Linked DNA regions of Ovis aries: region 2 is linked to region 1. Evidence: chromatin contacts called from public Hi-C data. All regions are on one chromosome and are shown on one strand. The core of a region is the stretch at or near the end of the contact, and the rest is flanking DNA. Distances in the headings are between cores, read along the strand shown.

Region 1 (7,323 bases), core at 2,897-5,396:
GTTACACTCTGAGAAACCCTTTCAATAATGTAGTATCTGTACAGTTAATCTATTATCATATCAATATTAATATAGCATTAACCAAATCAAACATGGAAACGTTCGATAATGCAAGTGAACTGAGTTAGAAGTGGGTTTGAGGGGGTATTTTCTTTATAATTATTAAATTACAAGTTCTTATTAGAGATGGTTTTTGCCAATTTAAAAAACGATCAGTTCATCTATTACAGTAAAGCATGCCTGAGCCATAACACAGTAGTATTACAGAAATTTTAACTTTCCAAAAATCCTCCTGACTACTGGAACAAATCCATTCAGCTGTTTCCTCTATTTGGATCTCTGGGAATACAGACAGGAATAAACACTGTCTTCACTCTTAGGCAAGGACCACTAATTCTCGTTCAGCATGTACTTTAATACCAAGCAGTGCGCTAAGTACTCTCATGTACATCATCTCATGTAATTCTGTGAGATGGATAAAGTCTTAAGCAATTACACGCATGCACACATGTTCCCAGAGCTGAAGATATTTAAACTATTACCCACTAGAAGGGGTGGTAGAAGGTGGGGCACTCAGAGGCCTCACGGCTGCAGCTATTTACACACCAATACAGAAACGTGTGCGTGTCTTCACAAGCAGAATAGACTTCTCAGTGTGAACCAGCTGAGTATCAACCCTGCTTATGCCCACATGCTTTTAATACAAGATAGAAACTGATGGGGGCAAAAATAAATAAAGATAAACTACCACGTGATTAGGAAAGAGCAAGAGATTTCTGACTGGGAGGTGTCAGGTAGACTTCCTGGAGGAGATGACGTTTGAGCTGGGTTCTGGAAAATGGTCTGAATTTGAGCAAATGACAGTGGCTGACACTGAGGCTGGAGTAGAGAAGGAGTTTCCAGCCAAGCCAACGAGTGAGCCAAGGCAGAGTATCAAGGATACACCAGGTGTGTGCTGGATGGATAAGAAGCCGCCCTGGAAATGAAGACTGGAGTTGCAGCAGGGAGAGACCGTAAATAAAAGCTGATAAGCAAATTAAAAGATGTTGTGGCATGAAATGATGGCAGGGATGGGCAGGACGGAAAAAAACTAGAAGGGACAAAATCAGGCAGTTTTTATATAACCCAGCTATCTCCTAGAGGTCCTCAAGAAAGCTTTCCTGGACAAGCCTCTCCCACCTTCCCAGCCTCAGTCAGGGGTCCCTCCCGCATACTCCACGAGGTCCCCTGTGGCCTGTCAGCACACCTGCCCCCTCACCGGGTTAGAGCTGCCTGCGCACCTGGTGTTGCCCTACCAGGCTCGGAGGCTGTTCTTCATGAGAAGCGCAGCTTAAAGTCGGTATTTGCGTAATCACTGGACTCCAAATACAGACCCTAGCTAGAAAACATCCAGATGAAGGTTGCATGGCTTCTGAACTGGAGGCATTTGTTATAGTGGATTAAGAAAACATATGGTGCACCAGGATGACCCAGAGGGATGTTGTAGGGAGGGAGGTGGGAGAGGGGTTCATGTCTGGGATCGCATGTACACCCGTGGTGGATTCATGTCAATATATGGCAAAACCAATACAGTATTGTGAAGTAAAATAAAGTAAAAATAAAAATTAAAAAAAAAGGACCTAAAAATAAATAAAAAATAAAAATAATGTGAAAAAAAAAGAAGCTTTGATTGGTAAAATACATGAAATAAAAAGAACTGGAGGCTGACTATTGTACTTGAAATTGCTTTTATCCAAAATGGGGAGGGACAGGGGGACTGTGAATGTATTTGAAGCTAAAAGTGGTGTAAAATAAACTTTTAAAAACAAACAAAAAAAGAAAACATATGGGGCTTTATTTCAAGTGGCATCTGATTCTTGATGCTATATGCCATAGGAGCTCAAACTTAACCCTTTTTTGCTTTCTTACTTTCACTTTGAGTTGCTCAGCATGGAGTAAGACTTGATAAATGTCATGATTAGTGGATGGGGTATTAAAAGCCTGAAGTATAGCAGTAAAGGTGAAACAGAGGTAAGAAGAGAGATGAGAACAAGTAAGTGGCACCAAGAACATGAGAACCATGAGCAGGATCTGGCATCTGAGAGGGCAAGCAGGGGACAGAGATGACATTGGGTATGCAAACCTTGGGAGGGCAAGGTGACCTTTTAAAAGAAAATAGAAGGAGATGTGAACTACAAAGGGAAAGTAGCAGCTGAGTTCTGTCCTGCATCACCGTCTTGAGTTTATGATGTGCACAGAAACTCGAGGGGATGAACACCACCAGCAGAAGGAAATTTGAAACTGGAGACCTTTTCAAACAAAATATTTCTTATTGGTTAGGGGAAAGGTTGTAAATCATCATTTATAAGTTTATACCTAATTACAAACATCTGTCTTTACCTCTGCTGTTAACAGTCATCTGAAACAGAGCCTTCTTGCTAAATGCAACACTGCACTATCAGGATGTTTGCAACAGGAGAAAGTCTTGTCATCTCCATATTCTTTTTTTCCTGCAAATCAAATACTCAAGACCTTTACCATGATTTTGAATGACTTTTGTGATAATATGAGCATCCAAACAAGCAGTGGTTAAATGCTTAGATGCTGCAGTAAAGTTCAAATCAGTTCAGTTCAGTCTCTCCGTCGTGTCTGACTCTTTCAGACCCCATGAATCCCAGAACCGCCAGGCCTCCCTGTCCATCACCAATACTCTTAACAGTTTGCAGCTGTGTAACCTTGGGCAAGGTTTCTAACATCTCTAAGCCTCAGTTTCCTCATCTATAAAAAGCATGCTGTAAAGAGTAATTGCCTCATAGGACTGTTTTGAAAATTAAATGATGTAATTAACAAAGTGGGTTAGCATGGTGACTGGCCCTTAAAAAATGTTAACTACTGTCCCAATGCTATGTGATAAAAGGATACAACAATTAATTTTCTCATGAATGAAAAGTCACATTTCAAAAAAGAAAGGAAATGCCATTTTTTATGTGGGTTTTTTTTTTAATATATAAGTTTTAAAATTTAAACCACGGTATTCTGCTTTGGGAAAAAAGAATCTTAAGTATTTTATTGACTATAAGTTGTGTCAAACAATCAGAATTTTATAAATCTACAAAAAAGATATATGTAAGGTGTGGTACTTGCTTTTCTACCATGTAAAATAATTCTAAATCAGGATGAGACAGAAGGTCTGCTGTGATACTAGTAGGAATGGATAAAAGACGTTATATGTAATACGATATATTTTAACGTATATTGTTACACATACACTTATTTATTTAAGACCCTATCTGTTGCCTAGAGGAGCCCAGGTACAATTTATGTGACTTTGGCTAGGTCACTGTCTGCCTTGATAGACAAGTCCCTTTGTCTATCACTCTCTCATTCAACAAATACTATTGAGTTTCAACTAAGCACCACGCGCTTGGCTAAACCTCAGCGTGTAGAAATAGACATCCGCGACCTGACCCCAAGAGCAAGCACAGTTCACTCTCATCACCTCTCTCCCCGATCCAGGGACAGAAAGGCGACGACAGAAGAAGGGGTCCCCGGTGAACCTGCAGGGGAAGTCTCACCTCCCGCGCGGCCAGCGGCTCCCCGACTCCTGGCAATGCCCCCTCCTCCACCGGTCCAGGCCAGAGCAGAGCGCCGCAGCATCTTCACCCTGCCCGCCTGTCTGCCTGCCAGCCCGCTTCTCCCGGCCGGCCGGCCTGCGTCTCCATGGTAACGGTACACAAACTACTTCCTCGGGCGGCCGGGCCGCCTCCCTGCAGAGCCAGGTAGCTGCTGGACAGGCGGAGTGGACAGAGACTGAGCTGGGAGTGGGCGCAGGGAAGGGGGCTTCCGGCCAGATCCAAAGTACCTTGTGGTTAGCGCTGGAGACAAGTTTAACAACTGCGGAGATTCAGCTCATCCTCCAGTTTTTCCGCAGGCAGCAGCCTCAGCCGCGAAGGAGAGCAGGCGGGGCTCAGCAGGGTGGGGCTGGGTGAGGACGGACTGACAGGTCCCCTGGCGCCGCTCGGCCACTGGGCCTGCGCAGACCGCCCGGCGCATGCGCAGAAACGCTGAGGCGTGGACGCGGCGGGCAGAGTGGGAGGAACGTGGGCGAGGGCCGGAGGCACCGAGAGAGCGTGTCAGGTGCGGCCAGAAAGGGCGAGGGGGACCCGGTGGAAGAGCCGGGGTGGGAAGGCATCTGCTTTTAAATTAGCAATTTACGGAACCACGGTCGTTGAGCCCGTGTGAGATCTCAGCGCCTCTGTTAAATAACAGTACACAGAAAGGGTAGCTTAGTGTTTAGGAGTAAGATTCAGGATTTACTGGTTCAAGTTGAGGTTCAATGTAATCTTGAACTAGATGCTTAACGCTCCCAGTCTCTCCTCATCTGTAAAACGGAGGGAATAATAGTACCTAGCTAGGTCTTGTGATGGTTGTGAAGACTGAGAAAATAGATTTCAAGTGCTGTGCGTGTGGCAGTCAACGAATGTTAAACTGCTGCTATTATTAAGACCTTGCACGGGTGAAGCACTTCAGAGTTTACAAAGTGTTTCACTGTGTATTATCTTTTTGAGCGTCCCTGACACTCTGATGAAGCCACCCCGTATCCCTATTCACAGGACAGGAAATATAGGCTCGAGGTCTAGTGAGTGACAGCGGTAGATTTAAGTCTAGGCCTCCGGTCGGCAGTTTTTGTTCTTACTGTTAACTGGTGAAAAGAACCCCATTTATGTTTCTGGCTTAAATTTTGTTTTCTGCTGTTAGACCATTCAGCAACACTTTACAGTGTTAAATACAAGTGAGACCATAATCACTCTCCATTCAGGATTGCACCACGTTTTTTAAATATGGGGATTTTTCAGCTAAAGTGTTGTTGTCAACACTGGGAAGATGCCACATCCTTTGGTGCTAAGTATCTTGTAAAGAATAATTAAATTGAAAATATTTGGGGGCACATACTATGTGTAAGGCATAGTGTTAGGTGGGGGAAATGATATTAACCTGAACTAAAGGAAGCTAAGTGGTCTTCAAAGTACCCAACAGGATTTCACATACAATAAAACAATAAATACTTATTAGTTGATTGGATAATTTTAGGGCCTAACACAAAGTATTTGCCTTCTTCGGAGTTGAACTCTTTCCCAGCTACTTAGCATGAATTACTAGTTGCTTTCAGTTCCTTCCCATCCCCTAGAAATCCAGGGTTTGCTCCAGCCCCTTTAGATGGGTCTCAAGATGTCCCCATACATCTCTTGTCCCTGAGACTCAAAATGAAGGCTCATGTCACCCCCTCCTTGCTGTCCCAGGTTGGAGCTTAATTTTCCCTGGACCATCTAACTGCAGTCACTGGGAAGACCTCTCACTGAGTTTGAGATGAGGGAGGTGGCACCCCTACCCTCCTCTTCAAAGAAATTGTCTCATACATTCTCCCCTCTTCCACTCTCTGACTCCTGACTTTTAGCCTCAGCCTGGACCCTTAGGGCCAGGGAGTCTGATGTTTCTCTATGACTTGACCTATGGAGCTTTACCTCACTTTCAGTTTGAACTAATGATTATACAATTACCATCACAGTTGAAACTTCAGTTTAAAACCATGTTGTACATCCAGTTACTAACTATGCACCTAGGATCTTGGGCTAAAATAGACCTTGCAAGCACACTGCTGGAACGTGAAGCTGGCTGGCTCAGTCAGAAAATGTCTGCTGGGCAAGTCAGAATGATTGAAAAGAATGACAAGGGCAGAATTATAGGCAGCAATTATTTAAAAGCAAGGAAGCGGCCCAGCTTACCTCACTGAGGGACATAACATGGGAAAAAATTGCGGATATCATAGCAATGGCCTGGTATACTGACCTGACTCTTCCTCCATGGTTACCTGATGGCTATTTAACAGATTTGACATAGTTAAGCTTGTAAGTAGAATTACTTTAGAAACAAAATTGTTGACAGTTCTTATACCTTAGATTAAAGAGGAAAACATTTAGTCTCTGACATTTATAAAGCACTTTATAGTTTCTAAACTGCTTTCATTTTGAGCATGTCCTTTTTATTACTTTATTTAGAGTTTATAATAGGCCTGAGAGGTAGTTGGTTTGGAGATTATCATTCCAATTTGAGAGTAGACACAACGCAGGTTCAAAGAGGGTAAATAACCCACAGTCACACCACTAGTAAGATCTGAGGTCTGGTGTTTTTGATGCCATCCACCACTATACATGAATAAATGTTATTTTTCAGGCAGAGGCTTCTTGTTTACAGCAGTGAGAAGTACCTCTTAGGCTGTTGACACGGTTAAGATATGCTTCTTATTTTCTCCCCTCTCTTATCTCAACGTATTTCCTGTATGGGGCAACCAGGAACAAGAATCTTTATGTTCACCTGAAAATGTTGGATTTCTGAGTTTGGAGTTAAGGTGAGAATTATATAGGTGGCAGAACAGGTAATAAAAATTTTACGTACCCTAATGATGCAAAAGCATAACAGAATGATAGCTATTTTTAACCACAGATGACCAGTGGGTTTTATAATTTATACTATAGTTTATATTACATATACTTAATATTTAATATCTATAGCTTATCTTTAAGAGTATATCATTAGACATACTCTTGAAAATATACAAGTTAAATACTTCTTTCATGCTCATGATTTCAGTGATTTTTATGACAATAACAAACATGACTCAGAGAGAAAAAAATTGCTTCTGGCATGGAATAAAAATCACCCATTTAGAATTCAAATATTCAGTCTGAGATACTTTCTGCTTTTGTCAATATGGAATCTCAGTGCTTTAATTATTTTTATCACATAATTCCTGTGAGGCGTTCATCAAATTGATAGCCCATGAAGACTTTACATATAAATTTAAAGGCACAACTACATCAGAATGCAACTTGGTAAAAATCTACAGTGCAATGGAAATTAAGTAATTTCATGGAACTAGATAGACACAAGACAGAGGAAAGTTCCTAAAATGTATTCACTGGAAAAAAAAATTACATAAAAAGCCAAGTGGAGCTCAGCTTTTACCTGGGCACCTTCAGTCTTACTTGCCTTTGATTACCACAACACCACAACCACCTGTGCCACATTCTGCAGCAGCAGTCAAGTCAGGCATTGCTGGGGATGGTAACAAAGAGGGTCCACTTAATTGCTAAGTGATCACAAAGAGTCTCTGACTACCTAGTATTTCATTGGACAGAAGGGGGTTCTAGTTTTCGGGGACTGAGTTGGGAGTCTTAACTGCAGATTGCTTCATCTTAAACAACTGCTGAAGTACCTCTATAGGAGAGACCATCAGAAACCTCCTATTCTTTGTCAGACTCACCTGTGAGGCATTACTGAATGAGA
Region 2 (6,935 bases), core at 2,827-5,326, 300 kb after region 1:
GGTAAGGGAACCTGCGAGATAGCTATCACCTTTCTCCCTGGCACGGTTTGCATCTTACAAATTCAAGTTAACCAAGAGCTTCCTCCTTTTGTTAAAATGGTCCTTTTTTGCCACCTTTGTCACTTCACAGTTCCTAAGTACTCTTTCCTGATAGGCACCAGACAGCTTTACAGACACTGTGTGCTCACTCAGCCTCTACCAATAATCAGTCATCTTCCCGATGCTGAAATAATAACCGAGATTTTTTAGATGGAGAGACAAATATGCTTTTTAGGAAAACAACTTCTACTTATGTAAGACTACCCAGTGCTTAGTACATAACCTTTAGAAAGGATCAATTTAAAGAGAAAAAAATAGTGTAATAAAGATCTCTAGAGCCACAGGCTGCTAATTATCTCTGTACTAACCAGCTGTGTGATCTTAGTAAAGTCATTAACTTGAAGAATCAAGATCTTCACCTATAAAATAAGGGGACTGAACTAGATCAGCAAACCTCGTCCTGGCTGTACATTAGAATCACCTAAGAAACTTCAAAAATTAAACAAAAACAACCTCACCAACCAATACCCTCACATCGGCCCAATTAAATCAGGTTCTCTGGGTACTGATATTTTTTAAAAGCTCCCAGATAATTCTTACATGCAACCAGAGCTTTGATTCACTGGTCTTGATTCTGATCGCTAAGACCTCTTTTCTAATTCGCTCTATGCTCTTAGGGTGATAATTCTAGTTACAAGATCTCATTAATACAAAGGCCCAAAAACTACAAAAGAAGTAAGGCCTAGGTGCTGCATACTACACCTATGTGCACACATGACTGGCAGAGGTTAACCTGAATTCTAGACATTTTTAGAAGTTAAAAACCTGAATGTAAAACGCAGAATGAAAGTAGCGTGGTTTAAAAGCACACACCTGCTTCCAAATGACTAATCATGATAGGAATCAACTCCTGAAACTTGGATGCGTAGAAATAGGTCACAATTAGCTCCTGACCTCTCCCTTTTCCCTCTCTTCCACCTCCACTAAACCACAAGCACAAAAAAAGCTTGGCTATTACTCATAATCGGAATGTGAAACCACAGCCCCAGTTTCAAAGGGCCTTCTCCATCATCAAAGATTTGGAAGTTCTTGCATGGCTGCATCTTTTGGTAAAGATCATCTTGCAAAAACTCTAACTCAATTATATCTCTATAGTCTTCAAGGATTAGTTATCATGCGATAATCAGAAATGGACCTGGTGTAAAATTTTAAAGATAAAATATTCATAAAATATGCACCCAGTATTAAACATATGACTGCTGGACAGTTTCAATTTATAATGCTTCATAAGATTTTAGTTAAAGAAAAATGAGATAGCAGAGAAGGAAAAAACAAACCATGAGACCAAAAAGAGTTAAGATATAAAACCACGAAGTTTAAGACTAGGCCCCAAATCTCTATTGCAGATCCTGTAAGCTACGTGAAAATATAATAAATTCAGTATCAATTCATGGTTATTTTTGGTAGCCACACTTTCCCACATAAGTCTTAAAAAAAAACTTTCAAATGCCATAAACTGGTATTATCTTTAACCATAAACATGATGCAAGAAATATTACTTATGGAAAACTACTTTCATAACCTTAAAAATCATAAAAAAGGTGAAAACCCTTGCTATGTTAACTTTCTAACTAACTTAAAGCTAACTTTTAACTAACAGATTCTCTGCACCAAATCCAAAATTTGTAGGACTAAATTTCAAGTGTGAGAAATTTGGAAAAGACTCCACACCCCACCCAATCCATCTTCTTAGATCCCACAAATTCATCCCTTCCTAACACTATACACTGAGATCAACCCTTGCTATCCACTTGAAAACTCAATTTTTAAAAGTATCACATCAGCACTGCTTTGAAACAGAATTCTCATCCTTTTCATAAATATCCTATTATCACAAAACTGGCATTCTTTTGCAAAGCAATACAACTGAATCGAACCTAAGATTCATAATAACAGCGTTTGTTCAAGGATGAGATAGATTTGTGGAACAATATCAAAGCACTTGTTTTCCTTTTAAAGTATCAAACCCTTTCCCTATACTAAGCATAAAAAAATTTTAAGGCATATTTCAAGATTTTTTTAAACCAAATTAAAAGTCAATGACACTAAATTCTTTAGCTTTTTCATGTACTAGCTCCTCTCCAGTGCTTCAGTTCTCCACCTAAGGTCAAACTGTTCTTATTTTATACACCCACTGGAATCTAGGAAGTACAGAGCTCCCCAAAGACAACAAAGGAAGGGACAGAAGGAGGAAGCAACCACCTTTTTAATTAAAAAAAAAAAAAAAATCCAACTTGTTACTAGAAGCAACAGACAGAAAGATATGTGTCTACAGCTGCACAGGGCTCCCTTTAGCCTGGTATGCATTCCTGTCTTGGGAGATGTGGCCAGGAGGATGAGGTGCAAGAGCAAAGCCGCTGGGTATCAGCGGCCCAGCAGGGGCACAGGAGTTAATCTCTTTGGATGCCCAATTGCAGGAAGTCATTACATCATAGGCCTTTCCACACCTCTCTCCCTACCACGTGTCCAGTGCCCCAAGAGGCTGAAAACGAACAGTAGAGAGCCTCTCTTCAGGTTCACTTACAGGTAGAAGCCATTACGGTCCAGCCCTGCCAGCAAACCTCCCTCCCCAAGGCCCAGGTGAGGCGCCAGGCGCGGGTCCTGGGCACCTGGACCCTCTGCCTCAAACAGCGCCAGAATCCGGACCTCTGCGCAGAAGCCAGCAGGTGCAGCGAGTCCCCGCTGAGGTAAAAGGGCTGGCCCGTGCCAGGCCCCAAAGCACCTCAGAAGCTACCTGCTGTAGAGACATCTCTGAAGAACAGAGGTGTGGACACAGGCAAGGAAAGGAAACCGGCCAGGAAGAGGTTTACAACCACCGCTTTTTGTAATTGGATTGATGTGCCTGTGGGAGCGAAAACCCCACAAGCCCGAAAACTTGGGCACAAGGGTTCTCATCCAGGTAGTCACAACACACCACGCTTCAGCGACTGACTTAAAACCACAAATCCACTCCTCCCAACCCGTTCCCTCACTCCCCCCGTAGTGGCCTCGCCGCACCCCCACGATGGGGGACTTCTACTCCCAAGTTGGCCGCAGACCTACCTTCTCTGCGATGACCCAGGAATCCGGCAAATTCACTCCGGTCCGTCTGTCCTTCCCTCGCCGGTGTCCCTCAACCCCTCGCCTCACCTGGCCATGCCTGAGGTTTCCCCAGGAGCCTTCTCTCCTGCCACCTTCGCGGCCGTCCCCGGTTGCCCCTCCTCCGGGATCACACAAAACCCCCAAAACCTCACAGCGGAGGCTCTCCCTGCCAACCCCTCTCCCCCGCGCCCTCAGGAGCGCTCCGTCGAATCGAAGACGCGCCTCGCACTGCGCAGGAGGCCCGGCGGGTCCGGCCGCCCGCCCCAGGTGGGTACGCACCTTCCAGCCGGCAGAGCTGTTGCTGTCGCCCTTATCCTTGAAGTAGGGCACGCAGCGCACCATCCACTCATAGATCTGGGACAGAGTGAGCCGTTTGTCTGGGGAGCTCTCGATCGCGCGAGTGATCAGGTCGGCGTAGGACAGGTTCCCCCAGGCGTTCCTCCGCGACGAGCATTTCCTCGGCTGCCCGGAGCCCCCAGCCGTCCCCGGCTGCGGCGGTGGCAGTGGCTGCTGAGGCTGCAGCGGTGTCTGCGTTCCCCCGCTCAGCGCGCCCGCCGCGGGGGCTGGCCCGGACCCGGGGTCCTGCCCTCCAGGAGCCAAGAGCCGGGCCGAGTCCTCCAGGAGTAACCCAGAGCCCAGCGGGCCGCCCCCGCCGCCGCCGATCGCCATGGCCGAGCCGGCCCTACCGCCACCGTCCTCGTCGTCTTCATCGTCCTCCTCCTCGGGGATCATGGAGTCAGCAGCCGCCTCCCCAGAGGGCTTGGCCGGGCTCCCCTGGAGCTCCGGCCTCTGCAGGGGCCACGTACAGGAGCGCGGCCGGCTCTGGGGCTCGAACTCCGGGTCCAGCTCCACTTCGAGCGGAGAGATCGGGGCCGGGGAGGCCGGCGCCTCTGCCATCTTCGCCGCCCGCCCGCCCGCCCGCGGCTCGGGCTCTCGCGCTCTCCTCTCGCGCCGGGGCGGGGTGCGGCGGGGGAGGGACGGGGGCGCCGAGAAGGCTCGGGCTCCCAGGCGGCGCCGCCGCCGCCGCCGCTACAGCCGCCGCCTGGGGAAGCACGAGAGGAGAGAGAAGGAGAGTTGGTTATCCCGGGCTGGAACCCAGTCTTCGGCGAGTCCTCGCCCGCCGTCGCCGCCGCCACCGCTTCGCGACCGCACCGCGCCCGCCTCCCAGGAGCAGGCAGACCTGGAGACGTGCGTCCCGCGAACCTGGCGCAGCAGACGCCGCCCCCAGACCAGGCCGCTGGGGAGACGGGAGCGAATCGACGGGCTCGCACGGGGCACCCCCTCCCCCGCCGCCGCCGGAGCTGCAGGTCTCTCCTGGGCTAGGTGGCTGGGCGGGGAAGAAGGGGGAGGGGCGGGGCGGGGGAGGGGCGCGGGCCGCGCCTTTAAAGCGGGCAGCAGCCGGCGCTGGCGCAGCCCAGCTGCGGTCCGAGCCCGAGTCCGGGCGGGCGGGCGTGCGTTTGTTTATGTTTCGCTCGGGCCCGCTCAAGTGCTTCCCGCGACGCCGCCGCCAAAGTCTGTGGCGTCTTCGGCTCTTCTTCCAGTCCCCGGCCCTGCTGCCTCCGCGCCCCTCTGCCACCCCCTCCCAGCGGAGGGCTCGAGCCCGGGGACGGCGCGGGAAGCTCCTTATTTCCCTCTCTGCCCGCGGGCTGAGAGGGCAAGCGTGGGTCCGAGCGCAAACAGGCCCTTGTCACTTCCAGAAAAAGGGGAAGCCGGGAAAAAGGAGGGCAAGCAGCTCGGTGGGTATTTGCCAAGGGTCGAGCCGAGCGGCAACGGCCACTTTCGGGGTTTGTGAGGCTTATTCTCCCACGGGCGTTGTGCCTTACACCCCCTTCCCAGTGAAGAACGGGAGAAGGGGGCAAGTCGGAACGTAAATCTTCCAACAGGTCAGGAAGCACCAAGTCTCCCGGGCCGCCAGAAAGCTCAGACCAGCACGTTCTTCACCTCCTTGCTCCCGCTGCTGCCATCTTGACAGTTTCCCCCCCTTCACTCAAGTCCTTTAAAAACACTAGCGGGAGAGAAGAGGGGCGCGCACACCGAGTCACGGGGAGGGAAAAGGGAAGCGCCTGGCCCAGCTCAGAAGCAGATCCGGAGTCGCCGGGAAGGCGGTCGACCCGCTCACAGCTCCGGCGCCTACCTCGGTTCCTTCCCCTCAGGGACGAGGGGGGAGGACGCACAATCCCGCGCGGGCCTGGGGCACGATGAGGAAGGGGCGCGCAACCTCGGCCGAGAGGCGCTCCGGCCGCCGCCGCAGCCCGCCTGAGAAACCGCCTGTCAGCCTGCGCCCCGCCGCCTTCCACATTCCTCCTCCTCCCTTCCACAAGCAGAGCGGCCGAGGCAGCAACACAAAGTTATAGACACACGCAGGGTGCCTCAACCTAGGCTGACGGCGGGCGGGCGGGCAGGTCCCCGCCCAGGGGGAGGGCTGGGCGGCGAGCCGGGTTGTGCTCGCGTGCGTGCGTGTGTGCGCGCGCCCGCGCGCACGCCTGCGCGACCCGGTTCCGAGAGGCTGCAGGCTTGAGTGTCAGGGCGCGCGCCGGGACCGAGACTCGGCGGGCTCCTCCTCCCTCCTGCGAGCCTCAACAACAAAGCACGGCGCTGGCTCAGGAGACGAGGGAGGGGGGCCAGCAGAGCTCCAAACGCTCAACGAGCGCAGTCGCGTGGCCTCCCAGACTCCAAGCAGGACGCCTGGCACCCTCCCCAGCGACGAAGGGTCCCCGTCGCTCCGCCAGGCTCTGGGCCCGCCCTGGTGTCCGGTTCCCCCATTAGAACCGGACACCAGGTAACACCCGAGATAACATGCTGACCGCAGGCGGCAAGGGTTACCTCAGCGTGAAAATACTGGCAAGCGAAGATGTTGGTGTCCTCAGGACTTCGATAAGCTGATGCTCTCAGATTTGATCAGGAACCAGGAGGTTTGCAACTGAGTCTCTAACGTAGGACACTTGACTGCAGTCGTGTTTCGTTTCGCATGAATTTCATGGCCAGCGAGTGGAGAAGTGTAACTGACTCGGGAGAAAAGCAAATTATTCCATATTCCTAAATGCAAGAACAAATTCTGAACAACTGTGAAGGGGAAATAATGAGTCTAATTTTTAAATGACGGCAAAGCAGCTAACTGTGCTTTTTTAAACTTTTTAAAAATAAAGACACTTCTTCAGGTTTAGAAAAACATCTTCACACGTCCTTATCCTACGACAGTACCCAAGTCGTTCATTCGTGCACTAAGAATGCACTACATGCAACACACACACCGAGAGTCTATCAATTTTGATTTATAAATATCCCGCCCCATCCTTCCAAGTCACGAGAAGTATCTTAAGCAGTCCAGAGCGGTCTCGGCAACAACCGCATACACAAAAAGGTCCAACTCAGCGTAGGCAGGAATGCGCCCATCCACCCCAGTCCATGCTCCGGGCTTTGCGCAGGACCCGTCACTCAAGTGACGCGCGGCCCCGCCCCTGCACCAAGCTAGTTCGACGCGTACAAACAGATGATGTCATTGTATCCACAAGCGCGTGACCCGGGATCTCTGCGCCGAATTGCCATTCGCTGCGCCGCTCAATCGTCAAGCCATGCCGCGCTCTGACTGGCCGCGGCCACCCGTCTCCAGGCCCCAGACACCCCTCTCCGCCCCCCGCCTCCGCCCCCCCATCAAATAATAAACAATCGAGTAAAATTCGATGGAAGGGAGGAGAGGACAGAGACGGCGAACCCAGAAGCCAATCCTTCGCGTGCTGACGGAAGGGAGAGTTAAA

What was found. Hi-C and Micro-C count contacts between places; a contact is called where the count stands out from the background.
Region 2: a contact with region 1 is called in a Hi-C map of muscle, with 2.4 times the contacts expected there. The contact joins the promoter of FOXO3 here to the promoter of ARMC2 in region 1. A contact is called at or near these places in 3 of 16 Hi-C or Micro-C datasets (muscle, omental adipose tissue and skin fibroblasts).

The regions. Positions count from the first base shown.
Region 1 is chr8:28,618,025-28,625,347 of ARS-UI_Ramb_v3.0, forward strand. ARMC2 (armadillo repeat containing 2) reads right to left here and starts at 4,147. Exons shown (of 18, transcript XM_027972389.3): 1 at 3,555-4,147.
Region 2 is chr8:28,918,920-28,925,854 of ARS-UI_Ramb_v3.0, forward strand. FOXO3 (forkhead box O3) reads right to left here and starts at 4,077. Exons shown (of 2, transcript NM_001267889.1): 1 at 3,460-4,077. The coding sequence starts at 4,077.